4 separate regions of the Mus musculus genome follow, and all the other regions are linked to region 1. Evidence: chromatin contacts called from public promoter capture Hi-C data. All regions are on one chromosome and are shown on one strand. Each heading gives the region's core, a stretch centred on a gene start, on an enhancer-like site or on the middle of the called end of the contact. The rest is flanking DNA. Distances are from core to core; before and after follow the strand shown.

Evidence for each region. Promoter capture Hi-C pulls out the DNA fragments that hold promoters and counts their contacts.
Region 2: a promoter capture Hi-C map of hippocampal neurons shows a contact between it and region 1, with 2.1 times the contacts expected there. The contact joins the enhancer-like site here to the promoter of Glmp in region 1. A contact is called at or near these places in 7 of 39 promoter capture datasets (the C10 cell line, cranial neural crest, hematopoietic stem and progenitor cells and 3 more), 14 of 484 Hi-C or Micro-C datasets (CD4 T cells, CD8 T cells, LSK cells and 8 more) and 3 of 9 other capture datasets (adipose tissue, liver and pancreatic islet).
Region 3: a contact with region 1 is called in a promoter capture Hi-C map of liver, with 3 times the contacts expected there. The contact joins the promoter of Pklr here to the promoter of Glmp in region 1. A contact is called at or near these places in 2 of 39 promoter capture datasets (cranial neural crest and liver) and 4 of 115 datasets of contacts at active chromatin or transcription factors (bone marrow-derived macrophages, embryonic stem cells, large pre-B cells and 1 more).
Region 4: a promoter capture Hi-C map of liver shows a contact between it and region 1, with 2.1 times the contacts expected there. The contact joins the promoter of Efna1 here to the promoter of Glmp in region 1. A contact is called at or near these places in 3 of 39 promoter capture datasets (erythroid cells and liver), 2 of 115 datasets of contacts at active chromatin or transcription factors (bone marrow-derived macrophages and pancreatic cancer cells) and 1 of 9 other capture datasets (liver).

The regions. Positions count from the first base shown.
Region 1 is chr3:88,320,070-88,326,465 of GRCm38.p6, forward strand. Glmp (glycosylated lysosomal membrane protein) reads left to right here and starts at 4,954. Exons shown (of 6, transcript NM_020003.1): 1 at 4,954-5,132; 2 at 5,608-5,862; 3 at 6,046-6,243; 4 at 6,342-6,396. The coding sequence starts at 5,013. It overlaps Cct3 (chaperonin containing Tcp1, subunit 3 (gamma)), which reads left to right. Exons shown (of 14, transcript NM_009836.1): 12 at 391-636; 13 at 945-1,076; 14 at 1,375-1,697. The coding sequence ends at 1,479.
Region 2 is chr3:89,063,557-89,069,502 of GRCm38.p6, forward strand. It overlaps Ash1l (ASH1 like histone lysine methyltransferase), which reads left to right. Exons shown (of 27, transcript NM_138679.5): 17 at 95-149; 18 at 230-362; 19 at 2,616-2,864; 20 at 3,599-3,685; 21 at 5,431-5,521. Among named protein-coding and RNA genes, the nearest start is that of Gm24403, 17 kb to the left of the region's middle. Within about 2 kb of position 3,910, at least 4 of the 459 cell types and tissues checked have an H3K27ac peak or open chromatin away from gene starts, as enhancers often do. A contact at or near this core is called in hippocampal neurons, where this site is marked.
Region 3 is chr3:89,134,004-89,140,462 of GRCm38.p6, forward strand. Pklr (pyruvate kinase liver and red blood cell) reads left to right here and starts at 2,139. Exons shown (of 11, transcript NM_013631.2): 1 at 2,139-2,279; 2 at 3,221-3,403. The coding sequence starts at 2,180.
Region 4 is chr3:89,275,735-89,281,466 of GRCm38.p6, forward strand. It overlaps Efna1 (ephrin A1), which reads right to left and starts at 3,911. Exons shown (of 5, transcript NM_010107.4): 1 at 3,717-3,911; 2 at 396-691. The coding sequence starts at 3,808.

The DNA.
Region 1 (6,396 bases), core at 3,704-6,203:
CCTATCCCTATTCCCAAGGGGAGTGACTTATCCTGGATATGTAGCTGTTAAGCAGAGGACAGTTTGCAGTACACATACAGTCTGCTGGGTGGCACAACTAGGAAGGAAGGGAAAGATAAAATTTGTTTCTCTTTGGTGTAATACATAAAGACCTAACTCATAATTGAGGTATGACATCCCCTAACCCTCTTGCAGGGCCCCTCCTGTGCTCACATTCCTGAGGTAGAATGTGAACATCACTTCTGCCCCTCTCCAGGAGAGGTCACAAGGATCTTCCTAGTTGCCCTCTTTTTGTGGTTTGCTAAAAGCTTGACAGTCAGGAAATCCTTTGCCTCTGATTTCTCTCTGAATCACTGAGCTGACTATACACCATTTCTCTGCTTCCCCAAGGAAGTAGAACGCAACCTCCAGGATGCCATGCAAGTGTGCCGCAATGTTCTACTGGACCCTCAGCTGGTGCCTGGTGGTGGAGCCTCTGAGATGGCTGTGGCTCATGCCTTGACAGAAAAATCTAAGGCCATGACTGGTGTGGAACAATGGCCATATAGAGCTGTGGCCCAGGCGTTAGAGGTCATCCCTCGGACCTTGATCCAGAATTGTGGGGCCAGTACCATTCGTCTGCTTACCTCCCTTCGGGTGAGTTCTTTTCTACACTCATGCCTTGCCGAGGTAAGGCAAGCTGGTTTTATCCTAAGGAAAAAACTGTGTTTCTGACAGTTTGTGATTATTCGCACATATGCTTCTGTTCATGCACACATTTGCATGGGTGTGGGTTGGAGTGTAGGCCAGAGGTCAGCCTTCAGTGTTCTTCCTCAGCAGCTCGTTTCTTCAAAAGTCTTGTAGTCTGCCTTGTTGGCTGTCAGTTTTTAGTGGTTTGGTTTTGTCCATTCTCTGACACAAGCAAGCTTTATTGTACTCCCTACTTGTGTATGTTCCACCTGCAGGCCAAGCACACACAGGAGAGTTGTGAGACCTGGGGTGTGAATGGTGAGACTGGTACCTTGGTGGACATGAAAGAGCTGGGTATTTGGGAGCCATTGGCTGTGAAGCTACAAACGTACAAAACAGCAGTAGAGGTAAGACACCATATGTTGTTTCTGTCCAGATAACCAGCTTCTGAGCTTTGTCTAAAAGGAAGGGCCAAGTATTCCCCAAAGATGTCCCAAGGAATTCCATTTCCCTACTTAGCTTTGGCTTATACAAAAGCAGTGTAACGGGATGAGTTATATCCCTTGCTTAGGTAGAACTTCATTGTTCATTCAAGACTCTGGAAAGGAAGATTCCAGATAAAATGGTAATTCTGTGGGAGGAGCTAGGAGAAGGCTAAAAGAAAACAGTGTCTTTCCCTTCTCTGCTGACCTGTTTTTCTCTTAGACTGCAGTTCTGCTTCTGCGGATTGATGACATTGTCTCTGGCCACAAGAAGAAGGGTGATGACCAGAACCGGCAAACTGGTGCTCCAGATGCTGGCCAGGAGTGAGTGCTGAGCACGGTGACTTCCATGCACAGAACCAGCAGTCTCCCCTTTCCTGAGCCAGAGTTCCAGGAACACTGTGGACATCTTTGTTTGCGAAGGATCAGGTTGAGGGGCAGCCCCCAGTCTGTCCCATCTCAGTTTGCAAAAAGCACTGACACGTATCTCTTCTATTGTAAGCTTTCCATTTAGTTTGCTTCCAATGATTAAATCTAAGTCATTTGAGACCGTTGTCATGTGTTTTTCAACCTTGGGTCACATCTCTGCCTCCTAGCAATGCAAGAGGAGGTAGAAAACCGTACTGGGAGCAAAGGAGAGAAGTCACTATTTGCTGACACACACCCTCCCTCTCCTACCCCCCACCCCCTTTAAGACAAGGTCTCAACTGTGTGTGTAGATCTGAGCGTGGTGTTTCTACTGCCTCTGCCTCCAGGGTGCTCTGAGTGCTGGTATCAGATTTAAAATGGAGTGCTCCACCACACCTTGCTTGGATAAGTTTTAAATTAAGCTAATCCTTCATAGGTGTGCCTTGAAACACACTCCCCACAGCTCATTCTGCCCACACTAACCGTCACAGCTAAATAGCCAGTAGGACACTAGCCTGTGCTGTGCTTGTCTCAAAAGACAAAATATATAGAGTTGGTGAGGTTGCTCAGTGGGCAAAAATGCTTGCAATTAAAGCCAATGGCATTCATTCAGTCCTCAGTTCCCATTGTGGATGGAGAAAGAAAAGAGGTTCCCAAAAGTTGTCCACATTGACCTCAGTGTCCACAGGGTGGCACATGCACCTACATTGGCAGACATGACCCTAAAGCCAAGGAGCAAGGGAGCCCAGCATTCAGGAAGCTGAGGTAGGAGGATTCTCCTGGGTCCAAGGCCAGACTGGACTACAAAGAAATGCCCTGTCTCACTGCATAAGAGCTTTTGCTCTTCCCAGAAGAAGCAAGTTCAATTCCTAGCATCTACATTTGGTAGCTCATTCTTAACTCCAGTTCCAGGGGATCCAAAGTCCCTCTTTAGCCTCCTTAGTTACTCCCACACATGCATACACACATAAATATCAGATCCTAGCCTGGTCTATATAGCCTAGTCCAGGCTAGCCAGGGCTACATAGGATTTTTTTTCCATAGGACCTATGATTTCAGTTTAGTAATTGCCATTATATGGAAACGAGTTCTCAAACAGGTGAATATAATTGATAAATCTCAGAGGTGAATATGATCTAGCATGTAAGAGCCAGGCATGTTGGTGTATACCTTTAATCTCAGCACATGGCTAAATTGATAAAGAGTTCCAGGACTACACAGAGAAACCCAGTCTCCAAGTGTGTGTGTGTGTGTATTGCAGGGTATTGCAGAGATAGCTCAGTGCTCTTCCAAAGGACCCATATTCAGTTCCCAACACCCACTGTACCTTACAGTTCCAAGGAATCGGATACCATCTTCTGGTTTCTTTTTAAGTTTAATAATATACTGGTTTCTCTTTCCTCAATTCCTATCACTTTGTTCTTCACAAAATAATTTGTAATCCCAGCAATTAGAAGGCTGAGTCACATATAAAACCTGGTTTCAAGAACAAAAACTGGCTCTTAATCTTGCCTCTCTCTTGCCTCTGCCCTCTTGCTCCCCCTCTCTCCCCATTACCTTACCCCCTTCCTCCATGTGGTCATGGATGCCTCTACTTCTCTCTCTCTGCCTTTCTCTGCCTCTACTACCCTCTTAACTCCCCTCCCCATGCACTGAATAAACTATACTAAAAAAAAAAAAAGAAAAAGAACAAAAACTGGCCTAGGTGGAGTCATGCCTGTAATCCCAGCACTCTGGAGGCAGCAGCAGGCAGATCTCTGAAAGGACAGCCTGGTCTACAGAACAAGTTCCGAATAGTCAGGGCTGGGCTATGCAGAGACCCTTGTCTCTAGGTTAGAACCTAGTGTCTAGGTTGCGTGTATAAGCTCTGTCAAAGCACTTGCTTAACATTATCATGTAAGTAATCCTGATTCTTTTTTTTTAACAAGGTCTTCTATGTAGCCCTGGTTAGCTAGGATTAAAGGCTTGTGCCAGAACACCTGGTTCAAATTTGTACTGTGCATTAGTCTAACAGATTTAAGTTGGAGATGGAGAAAATGCTCAGTAATGAAGAGCACTGACTTCTTCCAGAGGACCCAAGGTTTGATTCCCATCATCTCCATGGTAGCTCACAGCCATCTGTAACTCCAGCCTCAGAGGATCTGACATCCTCTTCTGGTCTCTGAGGACACCAGACACAGACAGACATACAGGCAAAATACTTTACATGTTAAGATTTTAGGAAAAACAGGCTGGTTGTGGTGCTCATGCCTTTAATTCCAGCAGAGGAGGTAGAGGCAGGCAGGTGGATCTTTAATAGTTCAAGGCCGGCCTGGTATGTATAAAGAGTTCCTGGACAGCCAGTCCCTGCCTACTTGGTAATCTAATAAATGAAATGCATTTACCTGCTGAACATCTCATGCCCCAGACCTTGAATTTCTGGTCTTCCTCTTCTCACCTCTTGGCTGGAATTAGGGTGTCTTGGTCCCCTTGTAGAAACAAGCCTCCATTCCTGTTTGGTTCTGTTTTCTGAGACTACCATACCTAAGGATTCTTTTATTATTCTTTTACTTTTTTTGTTTGTGTTTTTGTCTTTGTTTTTTCAAGACAGGGTTTCTCTGTGTAACCCTGGTGTCCTAGCACTCACTTTTCTCAAACTCAGAAATCCGCCTGCCTCTGCCTCCCAAGTGCTGTGATCAAAGGTGTGCGCCACCACCGCCCGGCATTCTTTTACATTTTACTGCACTTGTTTTATGTGAGCAATGCACAGAATGCATGTGTAAATCAGGTTACAGCTTCTGGCAATTATTTTTCTCCTTCTACCGCGTTGGTCCTGAATATATATCCAACTCATGTTCAGTTTAGAGCAAATGCTGAGGCATCTTGCTGACCCCCAAGGGTTCTTTTATATCCAATTCCTCTCTATATCTTTCCTTTTTTGTTTTGAAGATTTTTTTTTATTATTATATCTAAGTACACTGTAGCTGTCTTTAGCTGCACCAGAAGAGGACGTCAGGTCTCATTACGGATGGTTGTGAGCCACCATGTGGTTGGTGGGATTTGAACTCAGGACCTTCGGAAAAGCAGTCAGTGCTCTTAACCACTGAGCCATCTCTCCAGCCCTCTCTATATCTTTCTAGCACAGAGCAGTAACATACAAATTACTCTGTTAAATTGTGTGGAAATTTTAATCTGGGTTTATTCACCAGAGGTGATGTAGGTGGGGCCGGTAGGGTGTCTGCAGTAAGGTAGGAGTATGTTTGCACAGCTAGTCTAGGATGCCTAGGCCAACCTGTTGATGATAAAATACCTGTTCACCTTGAGCTTTCGGGAGGCTATTCCAACTTAAACAGATCTGGGTTAATAGAAGCGGCCCCTTTAAGAACTTTGTTGGCCCGCCCTCAAAAGGGATCAGCAGGAAAGGAGTCATGTGACTCTGAGGCTCTTCCGCTGAGTTTAACTAGCTGTGGCTGTATGTTTCGCTGTTGGGGACCTCACTGGGGCTGGGTCCCCTGTGCCCCTACCCCATGGCTCCTTTTGAGTCTACTTGTGTGTTCAGCTCCATTTGGCCTGCAGGGAGAAGAGACTCGCCAGGTAAGGGCTCTGGAACTGAAGTTATAGATGTTTCCGGAAATCCTACCTTTCTAGGATGACCGGAATCTGGGACAACAGAGGGGTGGAAGGTGGATGCAAGAGAGATAACAACCCAGAGAGCTCAGTGTGGAGTCACGAGTGATTGGAAGAATTGTGGAGGGGTCAGGCATGACTGCGTCCTGCTTTCTGACGATGTCTGAGCCATGGCTCAGCCATTGTAGCCCAGGAACAGGCAAGTTTGGGGACTTAAAAGCCTTGTTAGCTCTGAGCCCTCTGAGTAATCCTGGATCCACCCTATGTTCTCAACCCTACATCTGCCCCTGATTCCAAGTTCCCCTCAGTTTCTACATTTCCCTCTTGCCTGGTCCTCAAGAGCCCTTGCATTGCCCAGGTCCTGTCCTCCACCTACAAGCTGCAGCTTTGCCTGTGAGCATACCTGATCTTGCTCCTTCCGCCCCACTACCCCGTGTTCCAGGTATCTATGGAGGTTATTTCCGGCTGGCCAAATCCACAGAACCTGCTTCATATTCGGGCAGTGGGCAGCAACTCCACCCTGCACTATGTGTGGAGCAGCCTGGGGCCTCCAGCTGTGGTGCTGGTGGCCACTAACACCACTCAGAGTGTCCTGAGTGTCAACTGGAGTCTCCTGCTGTCTCCCGATCCTGCTGGGGCCCTGATGGTGCTCCCCAAGAGCAGCATACAGTTTTCTTCTGCTCTCGTCTTCACCAGGGTGAGGGTCTGAAGGAGCCCAGAGAGAAGATCACAAGAAGAGAGTCCATCCTACCCCCAGGGCGAGGGACGGGTTTAGCCCAGGGTGGGTGAAGTGAATGCAGTTTTGGGTGGGGTGACTGGGAGGGATATTCAAGAGAAAGCCAGAGGGAGGCAAGCCTCTTCCACTCTACCCTGTCCCCAGCTGCTTGAGTTTGACAGCACCAATGCGTCCGAGGGGGCACAGCCTCCAGGAAAGCCATACCCTCCGTACTCCTTGGCCAAGTTCTCCTGGAACAATATCACCAACTCATTGGATCTTGCCAACCTGAGTGCCGATTTTCAAGGCCGCCCTGTAGATGATCCTACTGGAGCATTCGCCAATGGCAGCCTGACCTTCAAGGTGAGGCTATGGGGAAGGAACTGGAAATGACTGATGAGGGTGGGAGTATCTGTCCCTCAAGCTCCATTCTCCCCACATGGCTTCCTTCTCCTTCCAAGGTCCAAGCCTTTTCTAGATCTGGTCGACCTGCTCAGCCCCCTCGCCTCCTGCACA
Region 2 (5,946 bases), core at 2,660-5,159, 740 kb after region 1:
GAGAGAGAGGGAGAGAGACAGACAGACAGACATTGAGACTGAGGTTCCCCCTTGTCTTTTAAACACGTGTACTAAACCTTGTGTTCTTCTGCAGATTCTTCCCAGCAAACCCTTGCAGCTCCACTTTTGAATCTTCCCCCAAAGAAAAAGTACGTGTACTTTTCTGACAGCCTTGTAGAGCTCAGAAAAGAAGCCAGTGCACCAACTAACGGCTTGCTCTGTGTTCCAGAAATGCTGACTATTATGAGAAGATCTCTGACCCCCTGGATCTCAGCACCATAGAGAAGCAGATCCTCATTGGGTATTACAAAACAGTGGAGGCTTTCGATGCTGACATGCTTAAGGTCTTTCGGAATGCTGAGGTATTTACTCACTTAATATACAAATGTAAGAAATCTGCTCGGATGAGATTTATTTTATCTACTCTTGGGAAAGGCAGTAATTTTCTTTTCATTACTACATTTGTTTATTTGGTTTAATTGTGTACGTTGTGTAGTGTTGAGTTTAGCTACACCACTTTGTGCTCCCAGCGGGTCACACTCCCAGCCACCTGCCAGAGCCCTCTGGATTCGAGAATGAAACACACACACGCACACACACACACAACCACACATCAATTAAATTTGACTTACTGTGACTACCTCAAATGCTGGGCACTCTTAAACCTTCGGCCAGCAAATGCAAATGCTCCCCTCCGGTATTTCTGAGACTCCTGAACCTTCCCCTGCTACCTTAGGCCCAGTCACAGAAGTGGCCAGTGACTACTTACCAGAATTCTCACATGGCTGGTTGGCTCCTGCAGCTCCTCCTTCTCCCCCAGTCATAGCAATTGACCTTCCTCACTTCTAGTTCCTAGGCCACACAAATCCAAAGGTCCTGCCTCAGTCTACCTGCCCAACCATTGGCCATTGGCTCTTTATTGATTGATGATAAACCAATTGGAGACAAGGACCTTTGGTGTTTAGACACACAGATTCCCGATTTTGGGGGCTGGATTAATTCAAAGCTAAATTAGAGCACATCCGTAGCAATGTTGTATGTATATATATATATATACATGTCATAACATGCATGTGAAGGCCTAAGTTCTGTCCTCCTGGCTTATGGGTCCCTAGGGTCAAAGTCAGGTTGTCAGAATTAGCAGCAAGTACCTTTACTTGGTGAGCCATCTCATCAGCCTGACAGTAATTTTATTTTTTCTATCAGTGTATATAATCAAAAATATTCTGGGGGGAAAAAAAGTCAGGCATGGTGGTACACGCCTTTAATCTCAGCACTTGGGAGGCAGAGACAGGCGAATTTCTGAGTTTGAGGCCAGCCTGGTCTACAGAGTGAGTTCCAGGACAGCCAGAGCTACACAGAGAAACCCTATCTCAAAAAACCAAAAATAAATAAATAAATAAATAAATAAATAAATAAAATTATTCTGACCAAGTATAGTGGTATATATCTTTAATTTCAGCACTTGGGAGACAGATGTAGATAGGATGAGTTCAAAGGCAGCCTGGTCTACATAGAGTTCCTTCCATTGAACCCATCTTGGACGAGTGGCAGGTGGTTTCTCGGTTAGCAAGATAGCTCTTCAGGTAAAAGTTCTTACTATGCAATTCTAGCAACCTGAATTTATTCCCAGAGCTCACAGTGTAATAATGTTGGAAGAGGGGATTTTACTCTGCTAGGTCATTATCTGACCTCTGTATGCATGCCATGGCATGTATATGCCCACATGGCAATAATAATTTTTTAATCAAAAATTCGTTCAGTCAGTAAAAGTACTCAGTATTGTACAAGCATGATGACGTAAGTTATCTCAAAACATGTATGAAATTACCAGGTAAGGCCGGATGTAGAGTCACACATCTTTAATCTCAGTCCATGCACCAGCACAAAACATTCTGCAGTGGATGATTGAGTCATTTCTCAGAAACAGTATAATCTTTGTAAACCCCTAATTTTGCCCTGAACTTTTATATTATGTAAATATTTTACCAATGTATTGTGTGTCTGGCATTGCTTTGTTCATGAAAATAAGTATATATGAAGCCAAGCTTAGTGAGTCATTCCTGAAATCACTTAAGCCTGAAGCAAGAAGGTAAGGTCAAGTTTTAGCCCATACCAGACTGTATAAGAAGACCCTGCCTCCAAAAACAAGCCTAGAGTATTACTGTGTAGTAACCAGGAAAGGAAATGCTCTGGTGTAAAGAGAGGCTGAAAGACAGAATAAGAAAGGGTCTTAAAGAGGTAAGAGATTACTGAGTGGCGATCTTGAATTACAGCATAGTTTCTGTTAACCCAGCTCCCACAGACATTTACTATGTGCTCCAAGCATTTGCAAGACAAAGGTAAATGGAAAATTTCTACAACACATTATGCTTGCAACATTAATTAAAATTTAATGATCACTGTGTATTTGATCTTATGGGATAGTAAGGCTCTTGACAGAATATCAATAACAAAGCAATAGAGAAAAACGAAACATATAAATTCTAATTTTAATTCATTATAGTTCAATTTGTTAGCCAAAATGGAATAATAAAGAAAATCATGCTGCCTCTGCAGGTTTATTTTTAAACCAAAAGGAGAAAAGCAAAAATGATTTCTTTTGTTTTCTTCAGAAGTACTATGGGCGTAAATCCCCAATTGGGAGAGATGTTTGCCGCTTACGAAAGGCCTATTACAGCGCCCGGCATGAAGCTTCGGCTCAGATCGATGAGATTGTGGGAGAAACGGCCAGTGAGGCCGACAGCAGCGAGACCTCAGTCTCCGAGAAGGAGAGCGGGCACGAGAAGGATGATGATGTTATCCGCTGCATCTGCGGCCTCTATAAAGATGAAGGCCTCATGATCCAGTGTGACAAGTGCATGGTGAGTGCCAGGGCGCGGCGCAGGGGCTTAGGCCAGCGTCTGTTTGTCCTCTACTGTTCACCATACTGCCTTCCTCCTCCTTTATCTTCCATTTGCAACAACTTCCTTTCCTCTTCCTTCTGCCCACTTTAACTACGTTTCTCACAAAAGCTGCACATAGAAGGGTAGCATTTGACCTTGTGCTTTCCCTTGAAGTCATGAAGTGGCACACGGTGTAACGCATGGAAGCAGGCAGGTTCAGTGCATATAAGTTTGTCCACAGAGGGCTCCTACTGCAAGACTCGGCCTGAACTCAGTGTGTAGTGTCCTCCATTCCTGTACGCTTGTTGTTTGGTATGATAATGGAGCTGTGAACAGTATGTCTGGTTATTGAGAGGATAACGCCAAGTAAACCCAAGAGGCAATCTTTACGGGAATAAAGACAGTCCCAGTGGCTGCAGCATAAATAGTGTTACATCACAAGTGATAATTTAGTAGTATATTCATCTTCATTTTTCCTCCTCACCTCCCATTTTGTTTGTCCAGATCTATATATTAAAATTGATTTTTATAATTATATTCAAACATTGTGTTTTCCTCTTATTTTTCTCATTTATTTCTAATTCAGTCATAACCTTCTGGTATAATTCCTCTTTTACCTTGCCCTGTCTGCTGCTTTATTGATATCACCAGTATTATTAGTTCTCAGGACTTGTCTAAGTGTAAGTGCCTTGTCAAGTGTGCCTGTCTCATAGGTGTGGCAGCACTGCGACTGCATGGGTGTGAACACGGATGTGGAGCACTACCTTTGTGAGCAGTGTGACCCTCGGCCTGTGGACAGGGTAAGCTGAACCATAGTTAAGAAATAAAATACTTCAGATCCATGAAAGAAATAGTACTGTATAGAGCCAGGCAGTAGTGGCACATACCTTAATCTCAGCACTCTGAAGACAGGCAGGCTGATCCCTGAGGTGAAGGCTAGCCTGGTCTTCAGAGCTAGTTCCAAGATAGCAGGGCCTACTACACAGAGAAACCATCTGGAGGGTGGAGGGGTAGAAGGTGGAGGTGGTTACTATATAAAATTGAGATTCATTTTGTTTTATTCTATTTTTGAAGTAGAAGCTCACAGTGTAGCCCAGACTAGCTCCAAATTCACCATCTTCTTTCCTTAACCTCTCAGTGGTAGAGATAGAGTTCTAAGTGCCATTTCTATCAGGTAGTGTTTTGTTGAAAACAACCCTTGTGGGCTAGAGAGATGGCTCAGCGGTTAAGAGCACTGACTGCTCTTCCAAAGGTCCTGAGTTCAAATCCCAGCATCTACATGGTGGCTCACAACTATCTTTAATGAGATCTGACACCCTCTTCTAGTGTATCTGAAGACAGCTACAGTGTACTTACATATAATAAATAAATAAATCTTTGAAAGGAAGGAAGAAGAGAAAAGAAAAAGAAAAGAAAAAACAACAACCTTTGCCCTCAGTCTTACTTACTGAAGTAAGAGTCAGTGACTTGACCAAGTTGGGTGGGTTCTTAGCGAGGTCCTGCTGTATTTGTGTATATGATCTTAGGCTGCTAGATTGGCTCTGTGGTTAAAAGCTCTTGCTACTAAGCCTCTCAACTTGAGTCCAATCCCAGATCCACAAGGTAGAAAGAGAGAACTGCTATTGTCCTCTGACTCCACGCGTGTGCCATGCCAAGCAAGTGCCCTCACACACATGCATGTACAGAAACAGTAAGTGTGTATGTATGATCTTGATTAAGTCACCCCCATAACATAAAGGATTTAGGCAACATTTCTTTTTTTTGTTTTGGTGGGGGGAGGTTTTGTTTGTTTTTGGGGGGTTTTTTTGTTTGTTTGTTCATTTTGTTTTGTTTTCTTTTTTGGTTTTTTTTTTTTTTGGTTTTTTTTTGTTGTTGTTGTTTTTTCAAAACAGGGTTTCTCTGTGTGGCCCTGGCTATTCTGGAACTTACTCTGTAGACCAGGCTGGCCTCAAACTCAGAAATCTGCCTGCCTCTGCCTCCCGAGTGCTGGGATTAAAGGTGTGCGCCACCAGTACCCATCCTTTTTTTGGTTTTTCGAGACAGGGTTTCTCTGTGTAGCCCTGGCTGTCCTGAAGCACACTCTGTAGACCAGGCTGGCCTCAAACTCAGAAACCTGTCTTAGGCAGCATTTCTTAACCATAGTGATGTTGTCATATTACACTGGAAAATTTACTGTGAGGGATGCACTTTAGAGTTTGGCTTCCCTGGCCTTGAACAGTACACACCTGTTCCAGGTGGGCTCCAGACAAAACTGTCATGAGAAGTCCCCATTGCACACATTTTCAGATGCTGCTGAGATTTCACAACAGTCTCAGAACTAATGCATCATAGAGCATCGTCTCAGACACTGGACTTGTCAGCCTTGTCATCTACTTTAATTTCTCTGCATTTAAAGACTAGAGGTTTCCATCTTTTTTATACATGTATGGTATAAAAAATGACTTTTTAAAGTATTGGATCGGAAATTTTAATTCTTTTCCTCTCTTGGATTGAGATCATTAGGCCAAATGTAATACTTTCCCCATTGACTTTCTGCTCTTATCAGGAGGTACCCATGATCCCTAGGCCCCACTATGCCCAGCCCGGCTGTGTCTACTTCATCTGTTTACTCCGAGATGACTTGCTGCTTCGTCAGGGTAAGGAAAAGGGCTCAAACTCCTCCCGCATCCCGTCCCCCCACCCCCCCCCATTTCGTGTGCGTGCTTGTGTGTGTGTGTGTGCGCGCGCGCGCGCGTGCGTGTGTGCACTTTGCATGCTTAGGATTGCCTGCCTGGGCTTGTGGAAGGATCTGTTGTTTACTTCGGCAAGGGAAGGTTACTGTAGGCTATAACCCTGAGCACATGACTCTACCCCACTTCTAGCAACCATTGTCAGTAGCTCTTCAGTAATGGTTGGGCCTTATGAGTCCCTTCCTTTGATTTGATAGCTTTCGTTTGGGAGGAGGGAGAAGGTGTTATTGTTGTTGGTTGTATCTTGTTATTACTGGGTTTTGGTATTTCAGACTTTAGCTCAGGCCAGGCCTCAAACTCCCAGGTGTCCTCCTGCCCCAACCTCCCAAGTT
Region 3 (6,459 bases), core at 889-3,388, 810 kb after region 1:
CAAGAGAAGGCCCACCTAGATCTGGTTGGCCTTTGTGACTACTGTAGGTCAGAGTCCATGGGAGAACCCACCCAGCCTGAAGCCTTATGTCTCACCTCCCCAGGAAAGCCCTTTGCTCTCCTATCCCAGGAATACAGGGTGTTTCAATTAGCTGTCACATCTTCCAAGGTGACCCTCAGAGAAAGATGACTTCCTCCTGTCTCTGTGCCTCAATGCTGGTTCTGCAAGGACGAGTAGATGGACATTTGACTCCAGAGCAAAAGAAGTCCCCCATCTACCGCAGGGCCAGCAGGATACCTGCGACGTGCCAGTGTGGCCCAGCTGACCCAGGAGCTGGGCACTGCCTTCTTCTCCATGTTACACTCTAAGTACTGAAAGCCTCTCTTACCAGCACAGCTCCGCAGTCATTCTGCTCTGTCTGCCTGTCTCCAAAACACATCTCACAGACTTCTCCCCTCCCCCACAGTGCCACCCAGGCTAGCCTGTCACCTCCCACCCTGATCAACTCCCAAGACTCACCTCTGTCTTCTGAATCCATGACTGTTTACATCGGTCAGCTAGAGCTACCTAAGACCTAACTTGAATTATATTATGTCCCTGGCAGCCATACCAGTGGCTCTTTGCTCAGGCGCCCAGGTTTACCATGGCCACGTCCCCCTAACCAGTTTCTCTTACACAAAAAGCTTTTGTTCCTCAGAGTTATGGGACATATGCAACCTACAGGAAACTCTTTCCTCTGCTGCCCCTGCTGCCCCTGCTGCCCCTGCAGCCCCTGCTGGTGCCTTCTCATCCTTAATAGCTTAAGCATAATCACATTAAAGAAAGCCTCATCTTATTTAAGAGGTGCCTAAGATACACCACTGTCCCACCCGGCCACCCTGCCCAGTCCTATGATCCATGCCTGACACCCCTTACCCAGTTTAAAGTATTTATTTATTTGCTAGTAGTCTGTCATTTCCCCACACACACTATATTAAAACCCATGGAGGGCGAAGGTTCCATCTTTCTATCTGCTTGACTCCCACTGTATCCTCCAGGGTTGTCACTGGCCATTGTCATTGTCATAGTGTCATGGAAGCCTTCCTAGAGAATCCCACTGTTCTAGCAACTTTGCTGAACTTGTAAAGTCACCCAAGAATGGGGTCAAGAGAATCCCCAGTCTAGGGTCATCTGGGATATGGAAAAAAAGTAAGTGCCAGGTGGCCCGTCTGTTGGTTGGGGTAGTTATAGGGAATTTTGACAGCAGGACTGCAGCTTATGCTCATGGTGGTCAGCAAGGCAAGGTCACTCTCCCTGGTGCCTTGGTAAAAAGTGAGTTGGGTGCGATGTCCCCACGATGGCTGAAGAACTCCCCTGTGCTCAGGCTTCCTGTGTTTACTAATATGGTTCGTCAACATCAATCTAAACAAGTTTATCAATTAGTGCCTAGAACTGTTTATAGTTTCATCTTTGGATTCACAGAGGAACAGATGCGAGAAACTGAGATACCCTCTAACGTCTATCAAAGGGTTCCCCTCTGCCAGGTGGTGGTGGCGCACGCCTTTAATCCCAGCACTTGGGAGGCAGAGGCAAGCAGATTTCTGCGTTCGAGGCCAGCCTGGTCTACACAGAGAAACCCTGTCTAGAAGAGAAAAGGAAAGGAAAGGAAAGGGAAGGGAAGGGAAGGGAAGGGAAGGGAAGGGAAGGGAAGGGAAGGGAAGGGAAGGGAAGGGAAGGGAAGAGAAGAGAAGAGAAGAGAAGAGAAGAGAAGAGAAGAGAAGAGAAGAGAAGAGAAGAGAAGAGAAGAGAAGAGAAGAGAAAAAAAAGTTCCTCCCTCTTTTCCACAATCTAGTCCCCACATTCAAGCTCTTGCTCTGAGAATATACCTAAGATTCTTGTCAATAAAATACAAAGAGAAAAGGATTGTATCACTGGCGATGAACTAGTCTCTATTGAAGCTGATGGACTGACAGTATGAATGGACTAAAAATTGACCAGGAAAAACGGATGACCTAGGGGAAGGGAAGATGTGGGGACTGACAACCGACAGCCCTCCAGAAGGGACTCTGTGTGGGGATGGGGCTGCCTACTGGGTGTGCCTCTTTTCTATTCTCTGGCTCCTGCAGATAAGACCAGCAGTTAGGGTACACTCTCCTCCCAGTCTGTGGTTCTTGCAGCCCCAGTCCCACACTTTGGAAGCATGTCTGTCCAAGAGAACGAGCTACCCCAGCAGCTCTGGCCCTGGATCTTTAAGTCCCAAAAAGACTTAGCAAAGTCTGCTTTAAGTGGGGCTCCAGGAGGTAAGAAGAGGAAGGGAAGCCACTGAACAGAGAGGAGAATTAGGGTAGAATCAGTGTTGGGGGTGGAGGCCTTGGGGGAAGGATGCCCACTACAGCCTCTGTTAAATTTGATTTGAGCCTTTGATCCAGGCTCTGCAGACAGGCCAAAGGGGATCCGGCAGCATGGACGCCACGGGGCACTCCCGTGGTTCCTGGACTCTGGCCCCCAGTGTACAAGGCTTCCATTGGCAAGAGAGATGCTAGCTGGTTATACTTTAACCAGGACTGATCTCGTCTGTGCCAGGCCCCATCCCACTGACAAAGGCAGAGTATAAAGCAGACCCACAGACACAGCAGGTACGCAGCAGTATGGAAGGTGCTCTACTGAGCCGGGCTGGGTCAAGCTACGGGGGTTTCCCCCACAAGGGGGCAGGCAGGGGATAGAGCCGCACTGTATAGATGGAGGGAACTTGGAGGGGAGGGAAGTGGGGAAGCCAGAGAGTTGCCTGGAGCTAGAAGGAAGTAAACAAGGAAAAGTAACAGAGAGATTCCAGGCCTAGAGAATGAGATGCCTTGAGACTTGAGGGAGGCTTCTGGGGGTGCTGAGGCTGAGTGGTCTGCTGGGGGGCGGGGTGGGGGAGGGTCTCGGTAACTGGGTCCGTAAGGACTCAGCTTTGAGCTAGACCTAGATTTGAATCATCTTCCTTGGAAGATGCCCTTTTCTTAGACAGTGCATTTTCTCTCTCCGTCTTTTTCCTTCCTTGTAAAGTTGGGAAAGAGCACATCTAACAGCCTGCTCCATAGAACCCTGGAGACTAAACAAAGTAATGTGTGACACTCAGATTGAAGGAAGGCCTCCTCACACAGACCGGAGGGCTGAATAGACACAGGGTGCACTGGCAGGAAGCACATGGGGGATAGGCGATTGTCTGTGCAGGATCCTGAGTCCCCATCTACCGCAGGGCCAGCAGGATACCTGAGACGTGCCAGTGTGGCCCAGCTGACCCAGGAGCTGGGCACTGCCTTCTTCCAGCAGCAGCAACTGCCCGCAGCTATGGCGGACACCTTCCTGGAACACCTCTGCCTTCTGGATATCGACTCAGAGCCTGTGGCCGCTAGGAGCACCAGCATCATTGCCACCATCGGTAAGACCACCCAACCCTGGGCCGCCACACTGGGCCGCCTGCATGACTCTGGTGTCTCCTTACTGTGCTATCTTTGCCATGGTCATTCATTCAACAAATATTTGTGAGATTTGCAGGTGTTGTTGTTGTTGCGGGTGTTGTTGTATTTGCTTCTTTTTCTTTTTCTTTTTTTTTTCTGAGACAGAATCTTCTTATGTTGTAGCTCTGGCTGTTGGGCAGGCAGGTCTCAAACTCAGAAATCCACCTACCTTTGCCTCCTGAGAGCTGGGCCGGGTTAAAGGTATGTGCCACCTTGCTCCACTTGAGGCTGGGTCTTTAAGACAGGGTCTCGGGTAGCCTTGGATAGTTTCAAGCTTATTATGTAGCCCATATTATATTGTCTTAGCCTAATGAGATCATAAGTATGTAATACCACACCCAGCTTAACAAATGCTCGTTGAGCCAGGTAGCAGTGGCGCACGCCTTTAATCCCAGCACTTGGGAGGCAGAGGCAGGAAGATTTCTGAGTTCGAGGCCAGCATGGTCTACAGAGTGAGTTCCAGGATAGCCAGGGCTATACAGAGAAACCCTGTCTCAAAAAACCAAAACCAACCAACCAAACAAACAAACAAAGCAAAAAAAAACCACAAATGCTTGCTTAGTACCTGGAAGACAAGGTTTGGAATTGGGGGTAGCCCAGTAAATAAGGGAAGTCTAGTGGATGGGACAATAAATACTAAGCAATAATTTATTAAAATGTTCTAATTCAGAGTCAAGTGTGGTGGCCCAAGCTTTTAATCCCAGCATTTTGAAAGCAGAGGCAAATGGATCTCTGTGAGTTTGAGGCTAGCCTGGTCTACATAGTGAGTTCTAGGGCAGCCAGAGCTACATTAAAAACAACAACAACAACAAAAACAACCAGCCAACCAAACAAACGAAAAAACTTGTTTAAAAAATAAATAAATAAAAAGCTACTTCAGTATGTTAGAAAGTCATGAGTAAAGAGACGGTAGTCAGGAATACGAAGGATGAGAGCTAGAGGAAGACTGTGGTCCTAACCGGGGACCAGGGCAGCTAGGGGAAAGGATGGGAATGATGATGCTGCCCCCCACCCCCACCCCTGTAACCCTCACACTCTGAATGCCTAGGAAGGAGGATCGCTAAGAAAGTGAGGCCGGCTGGGGCTACAACGTAAAATCCTGTCTCAAAAACAACGACAACCAAATAACAAAAATGCAACTGGGGAACTAGCCAGTTGGTAGAGGGTTTCCCTTCCCCGAATGAAGCTTCAGCCATCACACAAAGCTAGCTGGTCTGGTCTGGAACACGCCTGTAGTCCCAGCACTGGGCAGTGCATGCAGGAGAGCCAGAGGTTCAGGGTCATCTTCAGCTATGTATCAAGTCTGAGGTCAGTCTAGGCTACACGACACTCTGAAAATAAAATAAAATAAAATAAAATAAAATAAAATAAAATAAAATAAAATAAAATAAACAAACAAACAAGTAGATAAATAAATAAATAAATGGAGGTGGAAGAGGATGAGGAAGAGAAGGAGGAAGAGGAGAAAACGAAGAAGACAGCAAGAAAGGGCTCTGTGGATACCTGGGGGAAGAGAAGTCCAGGCAAAGGGAAGACAACGCCCAGATCCAAAGGAAGCCTGGAGGAGCTGAAGAGACTGGGGGTGGAGAAGACTAGGAGGGGTGGGGCTGAGGTTGGATTCAAGGCCCTGAGAGGGCTTGGCAAGGACTCTGCCACCTCGGTCCACATCTGTAGCTTTCTTTGTATTTCTTTCTTTCTTTTTTTTTAAAGATTTTTATTTATTTATTATTAGAAATAAGTACACTTAGCTGTCTTCAGACACCAGAAGAGGGCATCAGATCTCATTACAGATAGTTGTGAGCCACCATGTGGTTGCTGGGATTTGAACTTAGGACCTCCAGAAGAGTCAGTCCTCTTACCCACTGAGCCATCTCACCTGCCCCTTTCTTTGTATTTCTTATTTTGATACAATCTCACTGGATCACCCTGGCTGGCCTTGACTCCCTCTCTACCTGTGACCTTACAGTCAACCTGCCTCAGCCTCCCTGACGAGGTTACAGCCTTGTCCCACTATACCTGCTTCCTCTGGCTTTTCTTTTCTTTTTGGCTTTTCGGCTTGTTGATGGAGGGAGGGTCTCTTGTCCTGTATCCCAGGTTAGACTGCTACTGTAACTCTTCACTATTCACCTCAGCCCATTGCTGAGGTGACAGATGAGAGTGAGGGGCTGAATGAGGGCGAGGACAGGGCTCAGTTTCTCTAGTGTGAAAATTACAGGCAAGAGCCTGATTCCTATTCATTCATTCACTCATTCATTCACTTATTTAAGACAGGATTTCTCCATGTAGCCTTGGCTGTCCTGGAACTCACTCTGTAGACCAGGCTGGCCTTGCACTCAGAGATTTGCATGCCTCAGTCTCCCGAGTACTGGGAATAAAGGTGTGTGACACCACCGCCCAGCTATTGATTCCTATTTTATATCTCCACCACTCTCCTGACCTTTGTTCTCCTTGGATGTTGAACATGTGACTCACATGCAGTCTATCAGCGCATCAGGAAATTCCCATGGCTCCACCTTCAAACAAAGCATTTAGAATGTTCCACTTCTTACCACCCCAGCCACTGTCACCTGAGATCTGAAGATTGTTGTAAATTCGAGGCCAACATGGGCTAAACAGAGACCCTGTCTCAAAAATAAATAATAATAAGGAAAGGTGTCATCTGCACACAGATGGCCTTGCAAGTATAAGGACAGTCGGGGTGACGGAGGAGTAAAGGTAGAAATAATGAGAGCTGAGGACCAAACAGATACACACCACAACACACCAAATACACACATACACACATATACCACACATGCACACACATACACCATATACATACACCACACATATCACTCACAGATCACAAACATGTGCCACACATATACATATCCTGCACACACACTATACACGTATATACCACACATATACAGCACACATACCACTTACACATCACATACATATATCACACATACACCATACACACATACACACACAC
Region 4 (5,732 bases), core at 2,661-5,160, 950 kb after region 1:
TTCCAATGGTCCTGAGTTCAAATCTCAGCAACCACATGGTGGCTCGCAACCACCTGTAATGGCATCTGATGCCCTCTTCTGGTGTGTCTGAAGACAGGGCTCTCATATACATTTTCCCAATGTCTGGTGTTCATGTCTATCATACACTGCTCTCCTGCCCTGCTGATTTATTCGGGATCCTTCCCAGCTTCCTCAAGGACAGGGGCTAGGAGTGTTTTTGACCTTTGTTCCCATTTACCAAACAGAGTGCCTAAGACACCTGAAGCTCACACCACATCCCTGATGCGAATGGGAGAAAACTGAGTTTAGACTCTGAAGGGGAAGCTCTCGGCTACTTGACTCCCCACTAAGCATGAGGCCACCAGTGCTCTGAGGCCTGGCCCTTGTGCACTCACAGATGTAGTAGTAGCTGTGTCCTTCCTTGAACTCCTTGCCCAAGATAAAAGGCGTGAAGCGCTGGAATTTCTCAGACAGCTTCTCCGGGCCATGCTTGGCACTGGGCCGGTTGCAATTCCAACGGACCTGGTCCTTGGACTGGGGTTGGCATGCCACATACTCCTGGTGTTCCACCATGTACAGTGTGTATCGCTCCATGGCTGCATCTGCCACAGAGTCGTCCTCGTAATGTGGGCAGATGATGTCTAGGTAGTCATTCAGCTGCACGTGCACCGTGTAGTCCTCCTCACGGAACCTGAGCCCGGGCAAAGCAGGAGGAAGCCAGTCAGTCAGAAGTCAGCCCAGAGCCTTGAACTTCCAATGCATTACATTGTCCTTCACTTCTCACACTGGAGTCCCAAAGGCTTTCCAGAACCTCAACTCCTGCATTTACTGATCTTGACTTCTTCATTCCCTCACTACCGATCTCTTACTCATTATCCAAATAACATCCACCAAGAGTCTCTCGGGTAACGAAGTGCCTTCTAGAACTCTCCAGGCATTCGCCCGAGCAAGGGCTTCTAAACATTTCCATAGCCCACTTTCCTCTGTATTCTACTGACGACTGTTCCCCGGGGACTTCTTTAAATGCTGGTGGATAGACTGCACTCTGGGCTGGTCTGTGCTTAGGAGCCCAGGTCTCTTTCTCCTTCCCATCCTTCTGAGCCCTGTCACATCCCTGTCTTATCCCATCCCGCCCCTCACACTGAGTCTCCCTCAGATTCCCAGTGTACTTCAGCATCCCAATGCCTAGACCAACAGATTCACAGATAATCAAACTCTCTCAGTGTCCCTCAAACCTCCCTTTCCTGTTACTCGGATTTGTGTCCTGATCTCCTCGTTCCACTTTCTCACTCCTGAAAATCTCTGTGATTTTATCTCCAAGAGTAACAATTTCGCCTTCCCCTGATGAAACGCTGTGGTTCTTAGACCTGAGGCTGCCCCAGCTCTTCCCTCCTCCCCAGGTGGAGCCAGTTCCTCTCCCCCGTTGGTCCCCCCAAGCCCTGCAGGCTCCAGCCTGACTGCCCACCGGCCCCTCCCACTGAGCTCCAGACACCTGGCTCCAGCCTGGGTAGGGTCTCAGCAGCAGGAAAGTGCTTCCCCCCTCCCACTGAAAGCCAGGCAGCTTCTCTGAATTCCCCCAAGCTCTGCCAGGGAGAGGCTCAGCAGAGCTGCCTGCCAACTTGCTTTCAACCCGAGTCCTTGGCATGGGTGGTGCCCATGGTGATGGTGGGGTTCCACGGTGGCCACCCACTACCCAGTCATCATGACCCCTTAGAGGCCTGGCCTTGCAACTGCTTGCAGCCTCTAAAATGAGACTTTCTGGGCCCCTCCCCCACGGGGGGGGGGTAGAGAGAGAGAAGCAGAGGGAGGCTTTTAAAATTCCTCTCTGGAGAGATAAACATAGAAGCCATTTCAGAACAGGTATTTCAGCTCTGGGCCTGGCGTCTTTCCCCTATTCCCGTGATGGGCACTGACTCACTCGTGCCTCATCCACCTCGCTACCCGCCCAGGCGCTCTTGAGAGCCTGTGAAATTTTACCTCGTCAAAAGTGAGCAGCCCCCAGGACCCCAGGGCAGCCCAGGACTGGTTTGCCCCAGTGTTGGCCTCCGGGCAAAAGCGGCAGAGAAATCTGATAGCTGAGTATCTGTCTCTCCAGGACCAGGGCCTAGCTCACAGTGGCACCTTTCTCTGCCACTGCCTTTGCCTGGAGCCTGGTGAGCCCAGGATTAATGCCCACTACCCTGAGTCACCTATGCAACCCTACACCCGCCCTGTTCATTGCCACCTCATCTCTTCCCCCAAGCTGGGCCTGGCTAGACCGCCCATGACCTCCACTCTAGACTGGCTTTCCTGTGGCTGTAAATAAGACAGGGTTATGTGTGTGTCCAGAGGGCCAGGGCTGAAGCTATACTTAGCGTACTATCTCCTACACTTAACCTGCCTGTGACACTTAAGTCTCCATTTGGAAAAGGGGGCTCTATTAGTGGTGGAGTAGACAGGGAGGGGGGCAAGGAAGAGGCTCCTTCCTGAAAGAGAGGAAACCTGGGAGCTTGGGAACGGAAAAGGCCAGGGTTCCCCCCTCCCTACTCATGACTTCCCGTCCCCTCCTCCTCCTTCAGCCGACACCTGGCATGGGCATAAACAGGGACTTTGCTCTTTCCCACTACTAGGGCAGGACTAGGTCAGGAAGGCAAGGGGCAGGCGCAAGGGCAGGCGCAAGGGCTGGTGGGGCGCAGCAGCACTCCAGGGCCAGGAAGACAGTGCCTTTAGGGTGGCAGCTGGCTCTATCTTGCCCTCCGACATGCCCTAGACAACAGACCCTCAATAGGCAGTGCCAGAGGAAACTGGCCCAGCATCTCTCTCAGGGGAAGGGGAGGCAGGCTCACTGGATCTGGGAGGGAGGGGTTTAGTGGCATTCTGTGGCCTCGACTTCTCACCTCTTCTTGTTCCACCATATCCCCCTCTTAGGTTTGGCCCTAACACTCTTCTCATAACTTGAAGAAACTCAAGGGCAAGAACAAAGGGCCCGACAGTGTCTTCCTCTCAATACCATTTGCTTCATAGCCCTAAAACCTGCTCCGGAGAAATTACCTCCTTCCTGTTACAGCCTTTGTAGCCCTGTGAAGCCCCACTCTGCTCCTCCCCAAGCTTCCCAGCGACACTCCTCTTACCAGTCCCTTAGTGTGACCACCTCAGCCACTCCCTCGGTCGACCCATACACAGCATGTGCCTAATTTATGCCCCCCCCAACCTTGGAGGCACTCTTCAGGGTCATCTTAAACACAGAATGAATATCTAATGCCCAAAACCTAGATTCCTACGGAGGTTCTTTCCAAGGCTCCCTGAGCGCTGTGCTTACTCTTGACGTCCATAGGTGCCTGTTAGTATACAAACGCCCAAGTGGCACACAAAAATGAGAGTGCACAGAAGTTTCATGGGGGGACTTAGAGAGCCCCGGAGGCCAGGGCCAACGTTCCAATTCTCAAGGCAGGAGTGCCCAGCAGGAGAGCCTTACTTTAGAGTGATGAGATGCCAGAGGGCAGAAAGAGAGGGCTGAAACAGCCAGCGCCTGTGCGAGCAGGCATGAGCAGGTTTCTGCCCTGGTCGGCTGTTGCCAGGTAGTAAGGGGAGATACAGACGGAGGTGGGGAGCTATAGAGTCCAACCCATCCCTGGCCACCTCTCCTAGGCGCAGGCCAGGGGTTGGCAGGGACAGTTACCCTGCGAAAGGCCATTGCCAACCCGGCACCCAGGCTGCCAGGGAGTCTCAGGGCTTACTTGGGATTTGAACTGTTCCAGAAGACGATGTGGCGGTCAGCAGCGGCCAGACTGCAGCACAGACCCAAGAGAGGGGCCCAAAGGAACTCCATAGCGCGGGGCCGGGCCGAGCCAGGCCAGGACGAGAGCTCTGCAGTGTAAGGTTCCCACAGGCTTCTCCACGGTACAGTAGGCACCACGATCACAAATCTGGCCTCTTCGCTGCTCGACTCCGCCTTTTGGGCTGGCGCCGCCAACACCAGCCCCGCCCTCGCCCCGCCCGACGCGCGCTGCCCCAGGGCTTGATGGCTACGTTGGAGGTGGAGGAAGGGAAAAAGACTCTGGGAGGAAGGACTCCCATATCTCAGCGACGGAGAGCGCTCCGGGGTCTGCACAGATCCTCCCATAGCTGTGTGTGCTCACTTACGGGTGTGGGGGTGGGGGTGTCTATGTGAGGCTCTGTTGGCTTTGTGGGACTGAAAGCCATAGCAAGCTGGAAAAATGGAAGAACTTATACGTGTGGGTCTGGGAACCAGTGGCTTCAGGACTTGGCTTTGCAGCGCGGGGCGCCAATCTTGTCAGGGTGTGAGGTGGGGGGATATAACCACACCTTTCCTGAGATTCACACCCAGGCCCGCGCACTCGCCTTCTCACACTCTCTCGTGACCCCCTCCTCCCCCCGCCCCCCCAGCAACACTCCCCCATGCCTTGACTCTGGCTTGGCTGCCCCTCCCCACACAGACGCGGCTGTTTGTTTTTGTTGGGTTTGTCAATGTTGTCTTTGTTCAAGAGATTGTGTCATCGCTTAGATGCCGGGAATAAAGTGCGACGTTGTGTGTGATCGAGCGTGTAACGTGTGCGGCCAGGGCTAAGGGCTACTCAGTCCATCAGTACTTTATGCGAGAACTCATAGTTGGGCTCAGGGGCTGTAGGGGGGGATGTTCCTAATATTTTCAATAGCGCCAACGTACGCTAATGACCTGTTTATACATTTCACGTGTGTCTTGAGCGAATGCGCGCTTGCAGATGGAATGTGGGAATATGGTCATGAAGAGTGACAAACTAACCGACCTGACACATGTACATATGGCGTGTGTAAATGCGTGTGATGGCGGGTAGGTGTAAAGACACTTGTGTGTGGAAGCGTGTGAAACGCCTGACATACATATGCTAATGTTTGTGAACAGTGTGTGAAGAAGAGGAGAAACGTGTTTGGGCGTGCAGCGGGGGTGGATTGGAGTGGGGGGTAGTTTGGGCGGCTGTGTTTGACTGAGTCTGACTTGGGTCTTCCAGTCGGTGGGCTCTCAGTACCAGGCTCAGAACCCCTCCCCCTCTCCATGTAAACAACCCTGCAGGAATTCACCTCTCGAATCAGCAGCTGTCTGGAGAGGGGTTGGCGGCGTCTGCGCCTGAGATGGAGCTGGCGGGCAGGTGTTTGATTAGGCTCGAGTGCATTCTTGGAGCCGTAAAGTCAAAAGCTGAGTGCTTGGTAGTTTGCGTGTGTGGCGGTGAGCCCGTGTGCGTTGCAGGGTGTGATGGGCGGGGGTTTCTGTCCCTGGTCTCTCTTCTTTGCGGCTGCGCATCAGGGCAAGGCGCGGACCCGGGGCTCTTTGCAGGGTCCGGCCCAGCTTCCGAGGCTTCCAGGCCGTTTCATCCCGGTTTTTTACGGCCAGGCTTGGCGGCAGACCCTGTAATTACATCGGGCCAGGACGCCGTGGCCAGCTCGGTGCTGAGCCTGCAGGGGAGGAGCCAGGAATTGAGGAGGGCTCTGGCTTTCCTCCTTCCCTCCTAGGAGGTGGGCCCTGCTTGTCGCTCTCACCATAAATATTTACTGAGCTCCAACTAGGTGCCGCGCCCCGTAACCCCGCACTAGGGTCAGGGTCCGTCTTTACTCAAGCATACGCCACCGGTGCGCAACCTGCCCTAGGCGACGTGCCTGAGTCCCATGCGTGCGGCTCGTCCCTCCTTCCGGGTTCGAAGTTTATCCGCTGCCCTAGGGAAGCACCTCACGCGCTTTTTGCTCACCTGGAGGAACAC